Regions from separate parts of the Mus musculus genome. Here region 1 is linked to region 2. The links are chromatin contacts, called in public HiChIP or PLAC-seq maps. All regions are on one chromosome and are shown on one strand. Each heading gives the region's core, a stretch centred on a gene start, on an enhancer-like site or on the middle of the called end of the contact. The rest is flanking DNA. Distances are from core to core; before and after follow the strand shown.

Evidence for each region. HiChIP or PLAC-seq counts read pairs in DNA pulled down with a chosen protein or histone mark.
Region 1: an H3K4me3 HiChIP or PLAC-seq map of the SCID.adh cell line shows a contact between it and region 2, with 36 read pairs. The contact joins the promoter of Ikzf2 here to the enhancer-like site in region 2. A contact is called at or near these places in 11 of 39 promoter capture datasets (the 3T3-L1 cell line, the HPC-7 cell line, HPC-7-derived erythroid cells and 7 more), 2 of 15 datasets of contacts at CTCF or cohesin (CD8 T cells and the NIH/3T3 cell line), 9 of 484 Hi-C or Micro-C datasets (the Ba/F3 cell line, the HL-1 cell line, Th1 cells and 5 more), 12 of 115 datasets of contacts at active chromatin or transcription factors (CD8 T cells, the NIH/3T3 cell line, the SCID.adh cell line and 7 more) and 4 of 9 other capture datasets (adipose tissue, embryonic stem cells, liver and 1 more).

What each region holds. Positions count from the first base shown.
Region 1 is chr1:69,684,428-69,690,330 of GRCm38.p6, forward strand. Ikzf2 (IKAROS family zinc finger 2) reads right to left here and starts at 1,533. Exons shown (of 8, transcript NM_011770.4): 1 at 1,267-1,533.
Region 2 is chr1:69,459,884-69,466,299 of GRCm38.p6, forward strand. No RefSeq gene overlaps it. Among named protein-coding and RNA genes, the nearest start is that of Gm28497, 32 kb to the left of the region's middle. Within about 2 kb of position 1,423, at least 35 of the 459 cell types and tissues checked have an H3K27ac peak or open chromatin away from gene starts, as enhancers often do. A contact at or near this core is called in the Ba/F3 cell line, the HPC-7 cell line, the SCID.adh cell line and 1 more, where this site is marked.

The DNA of each region.
Region 1 (5,903 bases), core at 283-2,782, 220 kb after region 2:
GAACGACTCTCTCTCGTCAAAATTTACCCGGTTTATTGGGGGAAAAAATAGGAGAGGGTAATCTCCAATTTGCCAACTGTAACTGCTATCTAAGTATTTTACCACTCACTACTTCCCACAATCGCCCTGCAGTTTGAGTACTTCCCTAGTATACAGACAGCTCTATTCACAATTGTTGCAAGTTGGTTCATCATGTTCTAATGGGGGGGGGGGGGGGGCACAGAGAACAAACAAAACATAAGAAAACAAAACAAAACAAAACTACTTAGTACTAGACTGTATCCCAAAGACTTTTGCGGCAGTTGGCCAACTCTGGCTTGTACTGACGTTTTAGCCCACCCCAAATCCTGTGTGAGCACCTGTTCCACGTACCCTAATTTCCTGCCAGACTATGGCCGGAGACAATGCCAAGCCTACTTGAGACATTCGGAGTTCCAACAAGTCAGAAACTTTTGGCTGTGCACGAGGGGAGGGGAGGATTTTCCTCTCCCCAAGTGTGAGGAATGATTTTCATGCATCAATAACACAAATACTTTTGTATCCCCAGAAACAAAAGTAAATTGCATGAGACAACACCCCCTAGCTTTGATTCACATCATAAGAAGATCGATAATCTAACTGTATTCTTTGAGGGAAAAAGTTACAGAATTGACAAGTCCTGAAAAAGATTTTTACTTATTTTTCCCCCCTTTGGCCCAGGTCCTTTTTGCCTTTAGTTTCAAAACTCTCAAAGCACCAGCAGCTAAATTATTCACAATGAGCCATTTCTGTATTGATCGCCAAGTATATTTAGCCCTAGCTCCTGGAATTTCTCCATTACTTACTGGAAAACAGGCAGCTTCACTTCTTGTCTCCAAAACCACTTCCCTTCTCCCTCCCCTCCCCTTCACCACCAGCCTCCCTACCCCCCTCCCGCCCCCCAAAAACTTTTCTTTCTTTCTTTATGGAATAATCAGATCAAATTCCCAGTCACTACATAGCAGTTAAATTCCGACCTGCTCTACTCTTATCAAATTCTTTCAATTAGGTTACGTAAGGTTTGAAAGAAAGGGACCCGGAAAGTTTTAAAGGGGAGCAGTTTCTACCGAGAGCTTACAAATGAGTCTATCTCTTTAAAAATGTACACATTTAACACACATACTAAAAAGAAGCGTCAGTTAGAAGCAAAAGAAGTCTGCGCCAACAGTGAAAGGGTTATTAAACCCTCAGTGAAGGAAAAGGAAGAAAAAGGAAGAAAAAGGAGAAAGAGAAACAAAATGTACATACAAAAGAAATTGTCCTCTGATTAAAAAACAGTCATCACCATTTCCAGCTCTGTCGGGAGCTCCCAGCTTCTTCTAACCCCTCAAGGAGGAGGTGACAATGTCGGGCTGAAGAGAAACGGAGAAAGAAAGAAAGAAAGAAAGAAGTTTTTTGTGTCCCCCCCCCCTTCCCTCCCTGCCCCCTCCAGGCAAAGCCCCCTGCAGAGTTGAAGCCGAGGAGGAGGGAAAGCACTTTACAGGTGGGTCATTCCAAGACCGAATCCAGCAAACAGATCGGCTGATAAACAAAACCAAGAAATGAGAGAGAAGGAACACTCCCCCCCAACCTCCTCCTCCTCCTCCTCCTTCTCCTCCTCCTCGTCCTCCTCCTCCCCCGCCCCCGCCCCCTCGTCCCTTTGGGATGGTCTAGTAGGAAAAGTCACTCAGGAATGGCACCACGTACTTTCAGGAAAGAGGAAAAAAAAAAAAAAAAAAAAAAAGACAGGGAGGGAGGGAGAGAAAGAGAGAGAGGTCAGTGCTACAGCAATGCGATTAACGAGAAGAGAAAAAACTTGATCCACCGGTTCCTTAAGAATCGACCAAAAGCTAAGACAAGAAAACTGAAAGAAAAAGGGGAGGGGGGGTACGAGGGGAGGGACAGTCAGGCAGAACCCAGCAAGGAACCTAGGCCAACTTCACAGGACTGTTTTGTGGCCTCTGGCAAAATAGGAAAAAAAGAAAAAGAAAAAGAAATTAAATCTTCATTCCATCTCCTTCGTCCATACCAGAACCTGTCAAAGCGATTTAACTGTTGCTGTTATACATGTGTCACACCAGATTTTTATTATTATTTTTGTTTTGTTTTGTTTTCAATCTCAACAGTATAATAGCCTCTATCCAGACAGCTGCAATCTATGCCAGGTTATCCAATCTTTCTTCTTGGAATTCAAGTTAAAACAAAGCAAAAACAAGTCCAAATCCATGACAGCTATAAAGATGAGAACTGATTAGTCCATTAACATCCCAGAAGCAGATTACAAGGAGGGGACGATACATTAAGGCAAAGGACATCATCTTCAACGAAATTCCCTGAGCGTCCTTAACAGAGATCATTTCCCTAATCAGAGCCACAACCCATCCCTCCCCAAAGAAAAGCGTCTATATTATTATTATCCCTGGTTAACAGCAACAAGTCATTCGATCACACCACACTGTTAAACAAGATTCCATATCATTACACTTAACTTTGAAAACACTCCCCCTCCCCAACCCCTTTGCAAACCATACACAAATTGATAGATAATCTATGAATCAGAAGACAAATAAAACAAGAGCTGTTCTTCCCCACGCAAAAAGCCAAGCGGAGATTTACCTCAGCAGTGCATGCAGTAAAATAATCCCATCACCCTTTTGTTTGTGTTTACTGTTAGTGTGTCCTCTCCCTCTCTCTCTTTCTTTCTTTCCTGTGCCTAACGTGTGTTTGTGCACTGCAGTTGGTGGTGGAAACTAAGGCAGTGGATCTGTAGCTAAGGGTAATCCTGTTTTTACTTCCTCCATCTTCAGCGAGGAGCAGGGTTAGCCCGGGACAGCTGGTCAAACCCCGAGAAACCGATCCGGCGGAGCCCGAGCACATCTCCCCCGCCGGCCGGGCTCGCGCAGACGCCCGCGGGCGGAGGGCGGGCAGCGGCGGCGGCGGTGGCGGCCGCGCGCGCGCGGAGGGGGTTGGGGGGGGGGTCGTCAGCGAGCGCCCGGGTCCGTGAGAGCCGGGAGCGGGCGGGCGGGTGAGCGAGCGAGCGAGCGGGCGAGCGCGCGGGCGGGAGGGGCGGGGGCGCGTGTCTGCGCGCTCGGCCGCTCGTTCGGCGCGCTCGGCAATCGATTACAGGACAAGTGCCGCGCGGCTCCGCGCCTCCTCCGCGCCTCCTCCGCGCCCCGCGCGCCCCCCGCGCCGGCTCCGCCCCTCTCCCCGCGCCCCGCTGCTCACGTTCTCCGCTGGCCGCGCGGGAGGGACGATCTCGGGCTCCCCCGGCTCATGTCGGCCGCGGGAAGTTCTCTCTCTGGCCCGGTACCTCCCCGGATTCCCGGCTCCCGGCACCCGGAGGATCTGGGACACTGAGCCGGACAGAGGGACCCTTGCGAGTGCCCTGGGAGACACGGAGCGAGCGCCACTGTCCCCATTGTGAAAGTGCTTCCCAGTGCAAGTTTAAAATTAGAGTGTTTACTTGCTGTTTATATCCACCCCTGTCCCGGCGTGTGCCACATCCACCCGAGTCAAAGGAACCGTGAGGTTCGAAAAAGTTGTTAGCCTGGAAGTGTAGCCTAGCCTTATGCCAATCACGACGTTTACATTTGTTGGGCGAAGAGCATAGGAATCGTCCTGAGAAAATAAATGCATTTTCAATCTACAAATAGCAGCATTTACTATCTTTCTTGACCACAGAAAGGGGAATAAAGAATTCTATAATTAAAGGGAAAAGGAAAATGAAAGGAGCTGAAAATACTGAACTGTGTAGTCTGAGTGGTTTAAGTTTGAAATCACATGAAATTATCAGGAGTGCCAAACAACATTTCTGAGAAACCGTATCGCATATTGTGTTGAAAATCAATGCTGAAAGAGGAGCAGGCGCTGTGCCTCCCACTCCTTTAAAGAATCCCAGAAATAGTTGCTGAGAGTTTTCTCCCTTCCCCCTTTTCCATGGAAGCAAGCCATATGACACATTGAAAATAAAATCAACTTTCACCTTAAGCACCGCTCTGCCTTGTGTTTAGATTCTGGTGTGAGCAAAGGTTCACAGTGGTATACAATGAATACACTAATAATGTCCAGTGTATCTATTTTCACTTTTTACAACCTTATTATATCTATTGTAGTTACTAAGCAATTTGTTCTTATAGGTTCAGTTCATTTTTTTTAATTATAGAAAATGATGATTTAAAGCAAATAATCATTTCATTGGGAGTAAACCACTTGTGCTCGGGTTTTCAATAATTTCCTGATGATTTTCTTTAAAGTTGCAATATCTGTGACATTGTTAAAACTAACATTTTTACCTACTCCTCAGCTCTCTGAATAAAATCCCCGCCCCCGCCCCCCCCCCCCACACACACACTTAACGTTAGATTTGGAAAGGTCAAACTAAAGAGAATCTAGGAGTCGAGTCTTTCTAATCAATTCAACAGACAGCAAATTCAGAAAGCTGGCGCGTGTGACGCTACAGTATAGAAAAGGTGACATACTATGAAGTGTGAAAGAAGTTCTCAGAGTGTTCCTTCCCACTTGAAAAGTGTCAGCGTATCTGCAAAGTCATGGTGGTCCTTGGGAAAGACTTAAACATTCAGTACTAAAGTCTTCCTAGTTAAAAGCCACAGAATCCGTCTGCAGAAGAAGATTCATTGTGAGATCTGGAGAAGCCATCCTAAGTTACCAAACTACCACACTTGATGTGGTCCTTGCACCTAGCTGACCACTGCTTGATCTAGATCTCTCCTAGCTTATCCGTGTACCGATTTGCTGCCATTGGTTCCCTAGCCACCAGAGGCACACCCTCTCCCCCTAGTGGTTAAACCTTCGGACAGTTTATTAGCAGACACAGTCGTCCCCCAAGAGAGAGCTATTTAGGCAGGAACTCATGAAGCCCAAATTTTAGGAGGGCATTCTGAAGAGTGGGAATTAGATTTTTTTTAAAAAACATCCCATGTTCCTTTCTCATTCAGAGACTACAATGAATTCAGGTTTTCTGAAGAAGTCATGAATGTGTTTACAAGCTAAATTGGGTAGTTCAGTTTAATATTTCTGAAGTCTGACCTTGGCACCTGGACTCACAATCTAATGCATTCATGAGAAAGTGACCACATATAAACCGTAGCAATTCACGTTGGCCAAGATTTCCCTTCACGATATTTTGGTAGTGGTTAAAGAATGGATTTACTTATGCCCTTAGCCATAGCTACTCTGTATGCAATTTGTTAGGCAGTTATATGCTTGAACTGTGCAAGAAAAGATAGCACCAGGAGAGTCTAGTTCTCCTTATCTTGCTGGAAGGTTAAATCTTCACTTTGGGGACAGGTATACCATCAGAGCAAAGCATTGCTCTGATTGCTGTCTCCTTCTCACTCTCTCTGTTCAAACTATGGAAGCTGATCCTTCCCACCATTGTTCCAGGACCTGACATATTTCCAATGCAACATGGTTGTAGGTATTCTGCTCACATGTTGGTTTTAAAAAGAAAACCTAGCTCTCCGAATAGAATTTACTCTTGGTTTTTCTTTGTTTGTTTTGTCTTTCTTATTTGTCTGATTTGGTTTTTCAAGACAGGGTTTCTCTGTGTACCCCTGGCTATGCTGGAACCCACTGAAGATCAGGCTGGCTTCTGAGATTCACCTGCCTAGGCCTCCCCAATGCTGCGATTTAAGATGTGTGCTACCACTGCCTGGCTAGAGTTTACTCGTGTAAAAGGCAGAGATGATGTCTTATATAGTTCATTATCTTCTCAGACCCAGCACACTGTTTGGCACTAAACGGACAATAAACACTTACTGAATGGTTGTGTAAATGGAAAAACACATATGCTCCTTCCATGTGTTAAGCTATTGTCAAGGAACAAAAATAGCGATGACAAATTCTGACTCCCTAATGAATTGGGTCAGCCCTTAGCTTGTAAGTCA
Region 2 (6,416 bases), core at 173-2,672:
AATCCAGAATCCAGCCATATTTTCTGGTAGATCAGAGCAGTCAGTCTCCTGTGTCCTAGTTAATCTTTTTCTGTTGTGAAAACTGACAGAAACAACTTGAGAGAGAAAGGTTTATTTTAGCCCACAGTTCAAGTTTTAATTCATCCTGGTGGGAAGGTAGCATGGAAACAATTGGTTACATGTAATATAAAATCAGGAAACAGGGAAGGGTGAATGCACAATGTGGCACACAGTAGGGGGTCATCCTACCTCAATTAACATAACTAAGGGCTGGCTCTGTGGGTAAAAGAGCTTGTAACATAAGCTTGATGACCTGACTTTCCTCCTTAGAACCCAAGTGTTGATGGAAAGAACCAACCCCTCAAGTTGTCCTTTGACCTCCACAGATCTGTTCTGACAGTGCAAACACACCCACAGTAAAATAAGTGTGAGTGAAGGTGGTTAAAATCACTTATTGGTCTTAGGACCAGTTTCCACCACCTGTGTTGGGTAGTATCTGACATTTTGTTATTCCAGCTCTAGGGGATCTGACTCCCTCTTCTGGATTTCAAGTGCACCAGCATTCATGCAGGTACACACACACACATGTATGCACGTACACACATACACATAATTAAAAAATAAAATTGTATATACATTTTTAAAAAAATTAACAAAACCTCCCATAGTCATACCCAAAGACCCATTTCCCATGAGATTCTAGATTTTTTTCAAATTATTAGTCAACTCTAACCATCACATCTTGTAACCCTAAAAATATTTCTAAGACATTAAGGAAATAAGTACAATAAAATTGATAACATACAAGCAATTTGAAAAATATTAACACAGCCATCCTAATATTTCCTGAGGAAGATCTGTGATAAATATTATTGATTCTCAACTGTCTGTCTTTTCCTAACATTACTTTATTCAGATAAAGTACAAATTTCATTTTTAAGGACTTCCATTTGCTCTATGGAATTCATAGTCACTGGGTATGGGAGTATAACTTCTGACCAACTGTGAGAACATTAGTCACTGGTGATTGGGAGAACAAAGGGAGATTTATAAAAGTGGTGAGCCAGAAAGGTAAAACACATACCTGGAGGAACAGAGCAGAAAAGAGGAGGGAACCATCTTCTTGGCACCCCAACACCTGACCACTTGACACTTCCTTTAAGAGGTAGAATTTATATTGTTCCCATAATCCAACCAGAGAAACTGAAATTTAAAGAAAAGTCCTTAGTCTTAAGTAATTTTCTGGAATTCCAAGTGCTAAGCAAAAAGGACCTACTCACAACCTAAATAGGAAAAGAACTCAGTGTGTAAACACTTTCCATGATACTAAATTCCAAGAAAACTTAGCTCACATCCTCTGAGATAGATTGATGACAGTTGGTGCCTGGAAAGGCATGCTTTGCCAAGGCCGTACTTAGGTACTTCAGAAAGATCTAGCTCAAAGGCATTTTACCCACAGTATCTGCAAAGAGATCTCTGAGAGTGACTAAGGTTTGACCAGCAAGCCTTTGTTGAGTCATCCTCCTCAGAAATACCACTCTGATTCATCAACTATGCTTTTTATGTTAATTGCATGTAACATCTGACATCTTCGTTACCCTTTCTCCACATCACTGAATCCTAAGAAGAAAATGAGACGAGCCAAACCCAGATTATGGCTGAAGTTAAAACTGAGCATTAGTGAATTAAAGTGAAACTTGAATGAGTTCAATATACCATGAAATTCAAAAGAAGGTTTTATATCTCATAAGGTAAAAAAAGAATAGTGATGTTATCTTAATGTTGATGTTATATTTTGTCTACAGGTTGTAGAATATAAACTACATCCTTTTACATAAATCCATACTAATATGATTATTGCAAGAAATATAATTATCAGGAAGGCAGAGTCTTTTTAAAAATTGCTGTCTTTTTTAATCGTTATAAAATTGCAAAATGAGTCACAGTAAACGTATAGGTCTTCCCGAACCTGTTAGCTATTGCATAATAAAGTGGGCCATGGCCTTTCAGTTGAAATTGATATTTGAGCATCTAAAATAAGTACTCAAAAAATGTCTTCAATCCTGGATCACACAAGCCAACCTAGAGATGACCCTTTTGCTCCCTGGAGAAGGTATTGCTCTTTGTGATAAACGAGTTCTGTTTCTCTGGTCTGGTATCAATTTCCCTTGCTGTGGGAACAGGCCGCTGAGTTTTAAGATTTGCTCATCCCCACAAGGAGGTTTTTCTGCATTGCTGACCAAAACACAAAGATCTGAGTAGTTATCAACTCTCCATTCTTTCTGTCACTTGTGAAGATCCACCAGATAGAAGTTCAGGAATCTGGCCCCAGGACAGGCATGGTTGGTGGTGTCTTTAATTACACCTTCCCAGAGAGTTGGGTCCTATTCTCCACCCAGGTCTCTGTCACTGTCTCGCTTCAGTCTCTCCCCAGGCCTGGCTCTTCCTCTGTTTCTAGTACACTGAGAGCTAAACATTCTTCCACTAAATTCCTCTTAGTAAAAGTGATTTTTTTTTGTTTTGTTTAAACAAAAAGCATTAACTTTCACAATATATGTTTAAAAATTAACGAAATCTTAAATTCTCTTAGCCTAACATCCTAAACGAGATCAACCCCTCCCTGAGGGTTGGCTTTTTAACATTGTCTGCATTCAATTTTGCTAAAAGAATAGATTATCCAAATCTATGCTCTGTCATAATAGATACAAGAAACTAGATAAAAATTAAGTGAGAGACAAGTTCTCTTTCAGTGTTCTCTAGTCTCTCTGCCCTTCTTACTCTGAATTTTCATCACTAGAGGAAAGCCATCAAGCTGAACTCTCTCCTACTTGAGCTTTTTCAAAACCTGCCTCCTAATGAGCTACCAGTGTCCAGGACAGTGTGTTGAAAGTCCCTTTGGTTGTTTAATAAAATGCACACAAAGAATTACAAAAAGCTTAAGGATGGTTGTAACAAGAACAACACTCCTATATTTAAAAAATAGGTCTGCCACCCATTCCCTAAGACCTACAAGGCTCAAGTCTAATGCTGCTCACATGCTGGAATTTTGTCACATCACTACTCTTAGCAAAGTCTTCGTCACTCTCATCCTTTGTGTAGATCTCAAACAAGTTTGTGTTATTACTGGATATCATTTGTCAACTAGAGGATGAATATACATGAACAAATGAAACATCACTGCCTTTTGTGTCTCCAATGATAACTGGAGGACAGAACCCAGTGAAATAACAACAGAATAAAATTTACTTCTTGTTTTGGTAAGAGGAAGCCAACAGAAGGACAGCCTCAAGGAGGTCCGTGATCTTGGACAGGAGATGGGAAACAAAAATAAAGAGTAGCCTCTAATTCAAGGCCCTCAAACTCTAATGCATTATTTTCTTTGATTAACATTAGAGGCAATAAACAGCTGCGGTATTAGTATCGTCTGTGGTCTTGTCCTGAAAAATGACAGCCAGTTCCCTATCACTGTATCCCTATCACATATCCTGAAAAGTAGTGTTACTTGTCAACTGCTTGCTATGGTGACAGTTATAGTGGGATTTCTTGGACCTGCCAGGAGATGAATAAAGACACTAAGACTCTTAGGCACTATAGCTGGGCAGACTTCCAGGTAGCTCATACAAATTAACCCCGACTATCATTATTGGCCTAAGTCCCAACACATGACCCGTTACCTCTCAGTTCCAGCACCCATTCCTTCCTGTGTTTCCATGATGAATCTCCTCCCCCTTCTTCTCCCAGAGACCCTCTCTCAGCCCACAAGTTCCATCTTCTCTTTCCTGCCCAGCTATTGACCATTAGATCTTTATTAAGCCAATCAGTGATCGAGGAATATGTATGATTATAAAATACTGAAGCAGGTGATAAGACATAAGAATAACAATACCAAAATCCAGCCAGTACTCAGCTCTCTGTTAGTACAGAATTAAAAATTGAATAATACATAGACAACCCTCACACAATGTACAAAATGGTTATCCCAACATACAGTAGACAGATCATATTTATTTATAAATAAACATACTGACAAGTATTTAAGTTCCTCTTTTTCGTGTTTAGAAAAAATCTCTATGATTGATATTTTTGTAATTCTATTTTATATATATTTAAACAAACAGAAAGAATCTATTAATTCCTTCATATTGGTAAAACATCCATTTCAATGAAAAGGCTTGAAAACTTTATATTGGAAGGTAGAGAAATGGGCCTGCGGTTAGTCCTTTCCCATCTAACTAAGCAAGGTTCACCCTTTACTCAGAGAGCTCCTTGGAATACTACCACCTACATGTTTTGTCACTGCTCGGGAGAAACCTCCCTTTTGAAGAGTTTTCCCTTTGTCCACTTTGGAAGCATTACTTTTAGTTAACTTTATTAAAAACATCTAAGGCACAAATATGCTCAAGAGTAATTTCAATATGCCAGGACACATTACTTTCTAAAAAAATATTTTAAAAAAACCAACAAGAAACCAAGTACTGGGTTTGGGGACTTGAGTGCATAAGCTACTTTTAATTGCTAATGTGGTTGGGGTTGTTCTTGTGTGCAGTGTGTTCAGATGCTGAGTTCTGTGCCCCAGGATTAGATTGCAGTCTGGACTTAGGCATTGTATTGACCAACGTGCTCTAAAGAATACTCTCCAATACTCTCTGATTCATTTATAAAATGCTAGAGCCCGTGACTAGGTAGGAGAGAGTTGATAAAAGGCTAAAGCCCGTGACTGGTCAGGCGAGAGAGGAAGGCTGCACTTGAGAAGTAGGGACCACAAGCAGATGGACACAAGTGGAAGTAGGGCATGATGGGCTTCCAGGACACACCATGAGCACATGTCCGGGAGAAGCTCATTTTGAGGACACACACGGAACAGAGCAAGACTCAATTGTCAAGCAATGGGGCATTTATCTGGCTAGTAGTAGCCTAGCCGGGTTAAAATAGTCTCAGATTCTGCCCAGCTTAGGTTTGTAGCTTGTTGATAAATTTTGATGTCTCTGTGGTATTTACTCAGGAGCTAAATGGGTAAGAGTGGGCAATGCCCCCCCCCCCCAAATTACTTCTATCTGCTAATTTTTGAAAACGAAATGTCATAACAAATTACTTGAGTTCGGGTGCAACTTATTTTCGTAGTGGATCCATATTTACTGTCCTGACATATCCATGAAGAGTCAGTGGTCCAGGTTGAGGCAAAAGGCATGAAAAAAGTCAATATCCCAAGTCAAAAGACACCATACAGAAAGCATTCTCTTCCATTATGCTTTTGGTAGGAATGGTTGTTTGGTTCTGTTCTGGACTACTTTTAACTAGGTAGACCTGGCTACAGTCAATAGGGCAATCTAATTTTCTCATTTTATCCATACAAACGCTAGTTGATTCTGGAAGTGTTCTGACAGATGTGCCCAGATTAGTCTCCAGGGCCCTGTCAAGTTGATGTTAATGTTCAAAGTGAACAGTCACACCTTGTGCTCCTCCCATGACCTGGAGCCTTCCTTCCAAGTTTACCATGCATCTCCCAAGAACCATCTTCTCTGGAAGCCATCCTTTATAGATTTCTTCCTACTCTCAACTGCTGTCAGCACATAGAGTCCAGAATCAGTTGATGTGAGCATTTACCCAGTTAGTGATGTCTTTTTGTTTGTTTGTTTGTTTTTCTGCTAACACCAATCATAGATAGAATTTTTGTCATATTCTTTCTGCAGATATCCTTAAATCCTAGCTAATAATTTTATTTTTCCAATTAAGTTCAGAAAATATCTATCCATCTTTGTATTTTTCACTAATTGAAAGACACTAGAGGATCATTCTTACAAAAGACCTTAAAATCCGACCACTGGTATTGTATTTGGGGACCTGCTTATTTGGGACAATAGTGAATTTCTATAGTACTGTTTTGTTGGGTAGGTAAGATGACAGCATTGAGAGTGGCTAGATTCTGATCATTATACACATTTTTCTGGAAAAATCTTAGGAGATGGGTTTATTCATTAATAGACGTGACCAGCATGATGTCAAGTAGATATCAAGCTGTATTGCCAAGGAGACAATTACAGTAATGCTATAGGAAATGCTATGGTGATATCTAATGAAGGTTCCAGGGAGAGAATAATTCTAACCTCCCAGTATATCTAACATGCCCATTGGCTGATTTCAAGCCAATCATATCCTGACCCTGGTAGGAAACACATAATTACAAGACATTATAAGTCTCTGAGGTGCTTGAGACATTCCCTGCAGGTCAGTCATTAGCTCCCATTAGCATACTTGGGGGAAAGTTTTAACTACTTTGATGGGGGGTCGGGAGGTAAAACAGAACAGGGAATCTCTACTCAGGCCAGAGTGAGTTCCTGTAAGAAGAGACTGCTGTCATCGACCAATCTTGAAACTACCCTGACATCATTGGTTATCCTTATAGCAACGTCCCAGGC